Regions from separate parts of the Columba livia genome. Here all the other regions are linked to region 1. Evidence: chromatin contacts called from public Hi-C data. All regions are on one chromosome and are shown on one strand. The core of a region is the stretch at or near the end of the contact, and the rest is flanking DNA. Distances in the headings are between cores, read along the strand shown. Region 1 holds the start of SEC61A1 (SEC61 translocon subunit alpha 1). Region 2 holds the start of CHCHD6 (coiled-coil-helix-coiled-coil-helix domain containing 6). Region 3 holds the start of ABTB1 (ankyrin repeat and BTB domain containing 1).

The links. Hi-C and Micro-C count contacts between places; a contact is called where the count stands out from the background.
Region 2: a Hi-C map of liver shows a contact between it and region 1, with 2.2 times the contacts expected there. The contact joins the promoter of CHCHD6 here to the promoter of SEC61A1 in region 1. A contact is called at or near these places in 2 of 2 Hi-C or Micro-C datasets (crop and liver).
Region 3: a Hi-C map of liver shows a contact between it and region 1, with 2.8 times the contacts expected there. The contact joins the promoter of ABTB1 here to the promoter of SEC61A1 in region 1. A contact is called at or near these places in 2 of 2 Hi-C or Micro-C datasets (crop and liver).

What each region holds. Positions count from the first base shown.
Region 1 is chr10:20,355,338-20,358,901 of bColLiv1.pat.W.v2, forward strand. SEC61A1 (SEC61 translocon subunit alpha 1) reads left to right here and starts at 1,716. Exons shown (of 12, transcript XM_065075679.1): 1 at 1,716-1,872; 2 at 3,321-3,388. The coding sequence starts at 1,866.
Region 2 is chr10:20,127,824-20,131,387 of bColLiv1.pat.W.v2, forward strand. It overlaps CHCHD6 (coiled-coil-helix-coiled-coil-helix domain containing 6), which reads right to left and starts at 1,601. Exons shown (of 13, transcript XM_065075663.1): 1 at 1,380-1,601; 2 at 769-1,011; 3 at 163-262. TPRA1 (transmembrane protein adipocyte associated 1) reads right to left here. Exons shown (of 11, transcript XM_065075651.1): 11 at 1,229-3,564.
Region 3 is chr10:20,200,754-20,204,317 of bColLiv1.pat.W.v2, forward strand. It overlaps ABTB1 (ankyrin repeat and BTB domain containing 1), which reads left to right and starts at 1,920. Exons shown (of 12, transcript XM_065075673.1): 1 at 1,920-2,154. The coding sequence starts at 2,099. PODXL2 (podocalyxin like 2) reads left to right here. Exons shown (of 8, transcript XM_065075671.1): 8 at 1-1,315.

The sequences.
Region 1 (3,564 bases), core at 466-2,965:
TGTCTGACTGCTCTCCAGCCACTCTGTGCCCAGCCTGTAGCGCTGCAGGGGGTTGTTGTGACCAAAGTGCAGCACCCGGCATTTGGCCTTATTGAACTTCATCCCATTGGAATCAGCCCATTTTTCCAGTCTATCCAGATCCCTCTGCAGAGCCCTCCTGCCTTCCAGCAGGTCGACACTCCCTCCCAGCTTGGTGTCATCAGCAAATTTGCTGATGATGGTCTCAATCCCCTCATGTAAATCATCAATAAAGATGTTAAACAGGACTGGACCCAACACTGACCCCTGGGGAACACCACTAGTGACTGGCCGCCAGCTGGATGCAGCCCCATTCACCAGCACTCTCTGGGCCCGGCCCTCCAGCCAGTTCTTAACCCAGCGTAGAGGACACTTGTCCAAGCAGGCAGAAGAAGCAAAGCCGCCCTTCTTTACAGCCCATGGTTAGACAGGCAGAGATTGTACCACAAAAATCTTGACTGCACACGAACGTGCGGTTACACGGACCAGAGCGCAAAGCCCCGGTGCTGTTACGGGATCCTACAAAGATGAACCAGCCCTGCTTTGTAAGGTGAACGCTCGTGTGCATACGTATATGAGTGTCTATATAGACCCGTGTGTATTATACAGATGTACAAATAGATCTGTAATGCCCTCTAGCGATCCCAGCCCACGGATGCTACGAGACCTGGTGGAACATCAGCCAGAGCGTCTCCTTTTTCCTGCATAAAAAGAAATATCAGATCAACTCTGCGACATAGCATGTTGGTTGGAAAGCAGTTGCTTTATCTCTAATTAGAAATGGGTGAGTTAAAAGCAGTTTTGGTTAAGATGGATGTTTGAAATGAAGCTGCTGTGGACAAGAAGTAAACCATTATCAGACCCATTGTAGATGTCTTCAGTAACTCTTTGAGGAGACACAGGGTTCCAGAAGCCTGGAGAAGGGCAAATATGATGTCCACCAATTAAAAAACAACCAAACAAACAAACCCAAAACCAAAACAAAACCAACAGGGAAATGAATAGGAATTAGGATTGGTCTTTTAAAGCTGATCTCAGGAAAGCAGGGATCAAATAATGGAATAACACACACCTAAGTACCTAGAAAATAACAGTGAGTTTTGTGAAGCCATTATGTGTTTCACAGAAACAAAGGCTGACTAATTGCTTTGCATTAACACTTTTATTTGCTTTTCTCTAACTACCGTTTATCTTTACTTTACAGAGCAGTGGTAAATCTGTCTATAAAAGCCAGGAAAAAAAACACCACTAAGTCAGTGTGAGCACTTCTCACTTTTTGGCCCTCCTGGGTGGTTACAGAGACACACGGCACAATGTTTCCCATTTTCACGGATATTTCATGTTTTATGTGTGTTAAATCAGCCTCAGGCTCTGCGACACCACCCGCTGCTGTGGGTGCAGGCGGCTTCTTACTGCAGAGAAAGGCCTAAAACATCCCTCTATACAAACACTGAAGCAGAAAATACATTTTAAGTGTTAATTTATGTATTTATCTCACATGAACTTTTAAACCGCCGTCACGATATCTGGTAACACCTGAATGAGATGGCGGTCGGAGGGGTCAAAACTACAACTCCCAGCAAGCCGCGCGTCACCTCCTCATCTGATTGGTTGTGTAGGCTCGCGGGGAGCCAATCAGCATCAGGGGAAGCCGCACGGGGTGTGAGTCTCTCTGGCCGCTGTGCATGCTGGGAGTTGTAGGCGCAGGGCGCAAGGCGACGGTTGCGCAGTGGCGGTGCCCGGCGAGCGCGGCGCGTGGCAGGAAGCGGAAGGGGGCGGCCGGGCTCGAGCCCTGACGTGTCTCTCCGAGGCCGCCGATCTCTCCGCGCTCCCGTCCGGCGGCCGCCATGGGCAGTGAGTACCGGGGACCGGGGGACAGGGGGCTCCGCGGGATGCGGGACCACCGGCTGCCCTCTCACAGGCACCTGAGGACGGGCCCTCCCTATCCCCCCGATCCCTCCTCCGCCTCCAGGCCCCTCTAAGCGGCCGCTGCCCCCGCCCGCCCGCCCCGATCTGGGTCCAGGCCTCTCCGCGCCCAGTCCTGTGGGGGTTTTCTCTCCTCTGATTTGGAGGCTCCCTCTGGAATTTTTTATTTTCTCCCTTTCGCAGTGAAATCACAGAATCCCAGAATGTCAGGGGTTGGAAGTGCCCTGGAAAGCTCATCCAGTGCAATCCCCCCATGGAGCAGGAACACCCAGATGAGGTTACACAGGAAGGTGTCCAGGCGGGTTGGAATGTCTGCACAGAAGGAAACTCCACAACCCCCTGGGCAGCCTGGGCCAGGCTCTGCCACCCTCACTGAGAAGTTTCTTCTCGTGTTTAAGTGGAACCTCTTGTGTTCCAGTTTAAACCCATTACCCTTGTCCTATCACTGATTGTCACTAGAAGAGCCTGGCTCCATCCTCCTGACACTCACCCTTTATATATCTGTAAACATTAATGAGGTCACCCCTCAGTCTCCTCTTGTCCAGCTCCAGAGCCCCAGCTCCCTCAGCCTTTCCTCACACGGGAGATGCTCCACTCCCTTCAGCATCTTGGTGGCTGCGCTGGACTCTCTGCAGCAGTTCCCTGTCCTGCTGGAACTGAGGGGCCACAGCTGAACACAATATTCCAGGTGTGGTCTCCCCAGGGCAGAGTAAATGCCCATTCCCTGGTTATGGCAGGTGTTCTAGGGCAGGATCGACCATCCCAGGCAGTGGATACTGGGGTGGGGAGGGCCGTGTTGTCCCCTTGGTGACTGGTTGTAACACCGTAAGCCAAAACCTCAATGACAGTGTCAAGAGTAAACTACGAAGGGGGATCTGCAGTCCAGAAGGAATTCAAGCGGATGGATCTCCAGGGTCTGCTACCTTGAGGAAGAGCTGCTTGGAAAGCATTTTAGCCAATCTGTATCATGGTAGATGTAAAAGAGAATCACAATTTAAGTTTAAAACCACAGTCCAATGTAACATTTCAGGCAGTTAATTGATTGAAATTAAGTAAATAATTTTTATGAGCGGGTCTGAAAGCCTTAGGAAGTCGACAATGAAGTGGGTGCTCTCAACAGAGAAGTGCAAACCCTCCAGTAGTTTCAGTTCTTCTTCTGCATCTTTGCACACGTTTTAATTCAAATCAGTCCAAAATATGTATACAGCCTTAGGCTTGGCTCGAGAAGTTTAACATTAATTCTTTTCCAAATCAAATCTGTGCTCATAGGAGAACATGTGACTAAAGTACGTGCCCAAATTCAGTTTTACTTGAGCTTTTCTCAGTGTTCTTTGTATCCGTGTGTTCACTTTGTCTTTTAACTCATTTCCTTACAGTAAAATTTCTTGAAGTAATCAAGCCCTTCTGTGTTATCTTGCCTGAAATCCAAAAGCCAGAACGGAAGGTAAGTTAATAAACTCGTCCTAATTCTGTATTTGTGTAATATAAAATGTTTACAGCTTAGTTTGCGTTTGTGGGGTTTTCTTTTATTTTTCTTCTTGGGTGAATGGCAGTTTTAGGCACGATGGTTTTCAGCAGAGTGCTTGTCTAGTACATCCTGTCCTGTGAATATGCTTATAC
Region 2 (3,564 bases), core at 351-2,850, 230 kb before region 1:
GGGGAGCTCAGCCCCCCAGATCACATTTCTCTGGTGATTAAAGACAAAATTACCACCTATAACTTCTAGTCAATTTGAAAGCAACTGCTCCATGGGCAGAAATCACCTCTCTGCTCCTTTCAGCCACCCTGTTCCAGCAAGACCCACCAACTGTGCCATGACCTGCCGTGACAGGTACGTGTGGGTCCCGCGTAGGTCAGGCCAGCGCAGGTCTGGTCCCTGTCACCAGGCACGGGCAACCCAAGGGGAAAAGAATGAATATCTGTGACACAAAACAACCAGACCAAGAAACAGCAGCTTTGAAGGTTTATTTCCAAACAAACTTTCTGCATCCCCAGAAATACAGGCCACATGATGACCTGGACAATTTCATGCATTCATTACTAGGCAGTTAATGAAACCTCAGTATCTACACCCCAATTATCTACTTCTTGGTAGCGCATTGGAGCAGTTTTAACTCTTCAATGCTTATTTTTCACTCCAGTTATGTGGCAACCACAACTTTGACTCAGCAGTGGAGCTTTAAAGGAGCATCAAGGACTTTCTGCCGCCCCCAGACCTCCAGGCCTCTTCTACAGCATGTTCCTGGGAGCAGGGAATGTTCTTATTTGTGCAATACTCTGCACTCCAGGACTGGGCACAGCATTGCGGTACGGTAGTGCAAACAGCTGACGGCACAGAAACACCACATACGGCCTGTGCAAGAGCAAAGGTCTGGCTGAAGTCAAACCACAATCCCTCCCAAAATGCTCTCTGGGTCGTTCTCACCTGCCACCCGCTCGCTCCGTTCCACAGCACCAGCTTCTGTGCTGAAAAGGCCCACAAACAGTCATTCCTCATTCACCTCTGTCCTCTCAGGGTTTCACAGACCTGCGCTATTTCTCTTCCAGGCTGGTGAGCTCTCAATCATGTAATTAACTCCTCCAGAAGTCTTCCTGTGACTTTGATTATTCCTGTCATCCTTCCTTAGGCCTCACTCAGGTGAAACTCCAGCCAGGTGCCGGGCATCATCTGCAAAGATCCAAGGGGGAGAGTGGGCAAAGACAAACAAAACTGCACTTCACACCTACAGCCACGCCTTCCTGTGAAAAAACCCATTTCTGACAAAAAGACACTGAGTTATTGCATTATTATCTGCCATATTTCTTCAGGGATTAAAAAAAAATATCTTAAAAGTTGGTGGGTTTTTTCCCCTTCATAATATGAATCATTGGAGAAAGTATGAGCATTTATGCCAAACTTAATTTTATTTCTTTATTTTACACACAAAAATATACATTTATTCTATATTTTCTCTCTTTGCATCCCCAACACACACATAACACACTCTGCCGAAGGACCATTTTGAATGTGGCCCAAAGCGTTATATATATACATACATAAACATACAACAGGAGGAAGGTCAGTCCGGGACCTCACGCAGAAGCTCAGCAGCAGAACGTGCAACACTCCAGAAATACTGGAGTCCTGCCAGCAAAGGACAAGGACGGGACGGACGTGTGGACCACGTGCACAGGTGACAAAAAGGCCAGTTCCTAACTGGCTCTTCTCATCCCCGAGGAGGGCAAATACGTCCTCTCGGTCAGGGCGTTGAGAGTCTGCAAATACTCCTTGGGATGGAAAAGCGGTCACTCCATTTCTCAGCTGCTTTAAGACCTTTACACCTCTTGGCTGCCCGAGGCCCACCAGCTCCAGGGAAGCTCTGCAGGTTTGCCCAAGTTTTCCACCAGCGGTTCAGGATCAGCGCTGCAAGCAGCGTTCGGAGCAGCAGCAGAGCAGTCCAGCCACCACGTCATCCGTCCCTTTGCAAGCGAGCGAGCCAGCGTGGCCCAGGCTGCTTCACAGCAAGTGACAGGAGGAGCACAGAACAATTCCGTGATGTGGTAAGGGCTGAACCAGCCAGTTGCTTGTCCAGCCCTTCCATGGTCATTGCACGGAGGGTAAACGTGAAAGGCTGTTGATCTACATGAGACAATTCGGCTCTTGCACGTAGACAAATGGAATCCTTTTTTCCTCAAAAGTAAATAATAAAAAAGGGGGGTTGGTTTGTTTTCAAGGTGCCAATGCTACTTTGAGGCCTGTGGGGCAAAGTTCACAGGCAGAACAGAGAGGCTGCACTGCTCATTAACAAAAGAAAAAAAAGCAAAGGCCTGCATAGTTTTGGCAACCAATGTGAACTTCATGTTCTTACCCAAACTTTCTTTCCCTGAGGTGGGAACACCTGGTAGCAAACACCTGCTTGTGATCCAAACTAACACCTCCATGCTGCACCCTGCACGACAATTTCCCAGAAACTCTTACCTCAATATTTTTCAAGAACAGCAGTGAGTCGAGGCAAGAGATTCACACAGTTCCCAAACACTTCAAATTCCCTCTTGCCACCACAGGAAGTTGCTATTGCTTAGAGCAGATCTCCACCTGCCTGGAGGACTCAGGTAGGAAAGCACCCCCAAAGTGAGAGGAATACACCTCTGCATCCTTGGAGAGCACAGGGCATCCCAGAAACCAGCCTGACACAGCTTTCAGCTGAACAGTCCTGGACTGGAACACCATGTCTTGAAACTGCACACCAGACAGCTCAGACAGGAGCAGTCCCCCTTCCAGCACAGAAGAGGTTAGTAAGAAGTTCCAGATAGTCTTTAAATGAGCCACACTCCACACGCACAAAAGAATTTTCAACATATCAAGCCATAAAACCTGTTCAGACCAGCAGAAGGCTGGGGATCTGAACGGCAACACAAGAGAGGGACCCTGCCAGGGAAATGTCCATCTCCCACTTGCCTCCCTACTAAAACCGCCAGCCAGCTCCGTTCCAGCCCACTGTGGTGCTTGAGAGCTTCCAGTCACTAAATACTGACAGCTCAGATCATCAAGGGCTTCTGCTCTGCCTCAAGCACCTGAATGTCTCTGGAACCTTCATCTGCAGAGTCAGCTTCCTCCTTCAGAGCACTCCCCAGGATCCTGCCAGAGCCACGAAGCCGGACAGATGGAAAATTCACCTGCCTCAAAGGTTTTATTCTCAAAACTCAGCCCTGATTCAGTGTTGTTACTTAGATTTTCCTGTGAGCTCAGACGCACAACCATACAGCCTCCACAGGCATTTTCACAGCTGCTTCAGCTCAGCTAGACAGCAGTGCTGTCTGTCCTTCTGTCTCCCTGTCACTCAGTCCATCAATTCCACTAGCTGCAAGTCCCCCAAAAGGCTCCCAAGGGCACAAAGAGCAGCTCATTCCTCTTCATTCCTCTTTTCTCCTTCCCACACACACTCCGAACACTCCTTTCAACCCCTAGCAAGTGCAAATCATTACTTTCATCACTTTCAACTGAAACCAGAGACAAGCCCAGCTGACCAGCTTCCCTCTCCAGACACTACCACCCCTTATGCTGTTGCATCGTGACAAGACCCAGGCAACCACGCTGCTTGAAAAAACCCCAGAACACCATCTTTGGTTTCAACCACCAAAATCTTTCTACATATGTACAATACAGCAGTTAAATCAACACCCTCATCCCTAAACACCATTCCCCTAATTGGCAGACAAGTGCTTTCAATCATTGAAAAGG
Region 3 (3,564 bases), core at 670-3,169, 150 kb before region 1:
GAGGGAGGATTTCAAGAGGAACAGAAACTTTTGTTGTACGATTTGTAACGGGAAGCTTTTCTATCACCTTAATGTAGTTAAACTTCTTTTTAACAAAAAACTGTCAAAGCTGTTCTTCGCGGAGCGGTGTGCCAGGCGACGGAGCAGATACGGGACACAAGGTGGGTCCTGGAAAACTCTTTTTCCACCTCTTAGGACTTCACTGTAATTCCATCTGCCAAACGTTTGATCGCACTGACACCTGGTGGCTGCTGGGAGTTGGAGACGAAAAATGAAGAAAAAAGGACTTTTCTATCCCTCCCTCTCAGCTCTGGGTTTCCTGTGCCCTGCTTGGGAATATCACCTGCTTAATTCATGGAGGGCTGCTGGACTTGCCTGTGAGCAGAGGGCATGTCAGGGATGGTTTGTGCGAGGACATCCCCATCTGCAACGCAATGAGACGGGATGGTCCCTGGAGTCACTGCTCTAGAGGCCCCGGGTAGCAATACAAGGTCTCAGCTCTATCTGTTTTCTCCTCCACCTGCCCCCTTTCCTCCCGGGGAGCACGGACAGAAAGCAGAGGCTCTGGTTTGAAATTGAGATGGTTCTTCAAAGAGAGTATAAGGCGCAAGGAGCTCTGTGCCCCAGGGAACGTGGCGATGGTGTGGCTGAGATCAGAGGGGCTCTCAGTCTCTGCAGGATGGTGGCCAGATGTGATCTGAGATGTCCAAGCTGCAAATTACTCCTGAATGTCTAGAACACCATCTGTAACACAGAGTCCAACACATGCTTAGGACTTTGCATCCTGCAGACAGCCTCGTGGTATGTGGGGTGTAAAGAAAGGACGAGAAGTGACCTGGTAACTGCTGTGGAGTACGGTGTGCTGGTTGAGAATACAGTTTGAGATCCCACCTCAAGGATCCCACCAGGCAAAGGATGTAGCATCAAACAGAGGTACTTTTTTGTATGGATTACTGCAGTATGGCCTGGGAGCATCGCAGCAGGATCCCACTGCACCCAGTGCTGTTGGCAGATTGTCTGTTCCCGTCCGCCTTTGCAGGAGCACATCTGTCCTTCACAGAGGGCTTGGGGCAGCTCCAACAGGCAGAGATGACAACCACCTTCATCCGTGCTGGCTCGCCAGAGCCTCATGGGCTCATCTGGGCTGCCAGCTGTTCTTGTCACCGCCCTTGTTCCTGCTGGACCTGAACTGGCTGCGGCTCGGCGCTGCTGCCCTAGAACACTTGGAAACACTTGTGTCTGGCCCTGGAAGCGACAGGGTTGTGGTTTTGTTTTCTTTGCAATAAAACGCACCTCCTGGGTGTCTCAACACTGACCCGAGCAGAGTCCTTTGCCTGATTGCATCTGAATTCACATCCGCCGTGTTGGCCGGGTCCCCGCAACGGGGTGGTGGGATCAGCCTTACCCCTTTAATTCTCCCTTTGCAGGTTGCTGCAGAATCCTTGAGCTGTGCCAGCTGTGGGAAACTCGTTCTTCCATGAGGTGACAGTCCTGGTCCTGTGGGGTGACAGTCCTGGTCCTGTGGGGTGTCCCCTGCCTCATCCTGGCAGAACCAGCCCAGGACCCCTGTTCCTTGCTAGGGGGGCTGAGCGTGAGCCTCTGTTCCCGAGCAGTTCACACGACTGTGCCATGTGTGTCCCAGCACCAGTGTCCCCAACCAGCCCCCACCATCCCACCCCTGCTCCAGCGCTGAACCCCACGCAACTGGACGTGGTTCAGAGCCCCTCCATGTGCTCCAGCCCCTCCCATCCAAATTCTGGACCAGAACCCCCACCAGGTGTGTTCCAGAGCAGCCCCCCATGCCCGTTCCAGAACACCCCCGTGTCACCCCTTGCACCCACCCCGTTCCACGCGTGTCCCACGGATTCGGGCGGCAGTTGCTCCTCCGTGCCGCGCGGGGGCGCTGCGCGCCGCACCGCTGGGCCAGGCCGGCCCGGGGGGCGCTCCTCCCCGCCGCGGTGTTTACATCCGCCGCCGCTTCCGTCCCGCCGCCGCTGCCCTGCGGCCGCTCCCCGGCCCGGCCCGGCCCGGTCCCCTGCGGCTGCTCCTCCGCTCTCCGCGTCAATGCGGCGCCGCCGCCCCGCGGCCTGCCCCGGCCATGGACACCAGCGACCTCTTCACCAGCTGCAAAAAAGGGGACGTGAGCCGCGTCCGGTGAGCCGAGCGGGGGGTGGGTGGTTCCTGGTGTTCTCCCCGGGTGAGCCGCTGCCTTTAATCGCTTTGGCCGCCCGGGGAGCGGGGCCTGGCCCGGGCCCGGCGGTGGCAGCCCGGCCTTGCCCAGTCGCTTCACGGTCCTGTGGCCGCCCCGGGGCCGGGTTCCCAGAGGCCCTTCCCGGCCTTTCCCGGCGGCCCAGCCCGTGGGCTCTCGGGGCAGCCGCGATGCCAGGGGATAACTGCAGTGTGAACAGGAGAGTTGCTCTATAAGTAATCGCGCCTGGCTTTTTCCTCTCAAGGAATCTCGGGAGCTCTCAGCACAGGACAGACATGGACCTGTTGGAGAGGGGCCGGAGGAGCCACAGAAATGATCCGAGGCTGGAACAGCTCTGCTGGGAGGACAGGCTGAGAGAATTGGGGTGTTCAGCTGGAGAAGAGAAGCTCCGGGGGGACCTTAGTGTGCCCTTCAGTTCTGAGTTGTCTGGGATTTTGAATGCGGTCAGAGGGACGTGAAGTTTGAGATGGGAAAGCTGAAGGGAGCAAAAGGGAGGATCGACGTGGTGGGTGAAAAAAGGAAACCAACTGGAGAATCTTTGTGCAGGCTGAGAGGGACTTTTAAACGTGGTTAGGAGAGATGGTTTTGCAGTATTTGGGGAGAGGATGTAGCAGGAGCCAGGCTGTGCAGGGGATTTGTGTGCAAGGCGAAGGCCGTCTTCTCCAGGTGTTAAAGAGCGAGTGTTGGCAGCATTTGATGTAGCCTAAGTGTGCAGGATAAGGAAGTGGTAGGAATTAAGAGCAGCCTGGAATGACACTGGTGCTGTTACTTGTGGCAAGAAAAGCCACAAGCAGGAGGGGAGTCCAGCCTTGGATTGTAAACTTGGCCACTTATTTGTGAGCAGCCAGGCCGTGAGCACTGCTGGGGAACGTGAAGGTGCTGGTGAAGTGTTCCAGCTGTTTCTGATTGCTGCCCTGTTAGGGGTCAGCAGGAGGTGGGTTTGATCCCCTTCTTTCCCCATGAGCACTATTTAAAACTGAAGGGAGCTGCCAAGCTGTGCTGCAGAACTGCAGAATGCTGTTCTTTGGGCAGAGGGTTTGGCTGATGCCCCTTCAGCCATAGCTGACAGCTTCCCGAGTTGAATGCAAGATCCTGTCATACCTTTGGAAGTTACTGTATAAACTCAAAGTTACTCTTTTGAAAGAGGAGGATGTGAGTGTTCTGGTTTTGCCCAGGATAGTTTTCTTCCTGGTAGCTGGTATGGGGCTGTGCGTTGGATTTGCGCTGGAAACGGTGTGGATAACGCAGGGATGTTTTCCTTACTGCTGCGCAGTGCTTACGCGGAGTCAGGGCCTTTTCAGCTCCTCGCACTGCCCACCAGCGAGGAGGCTGGGGGTGCACGAAACATTGGGAGG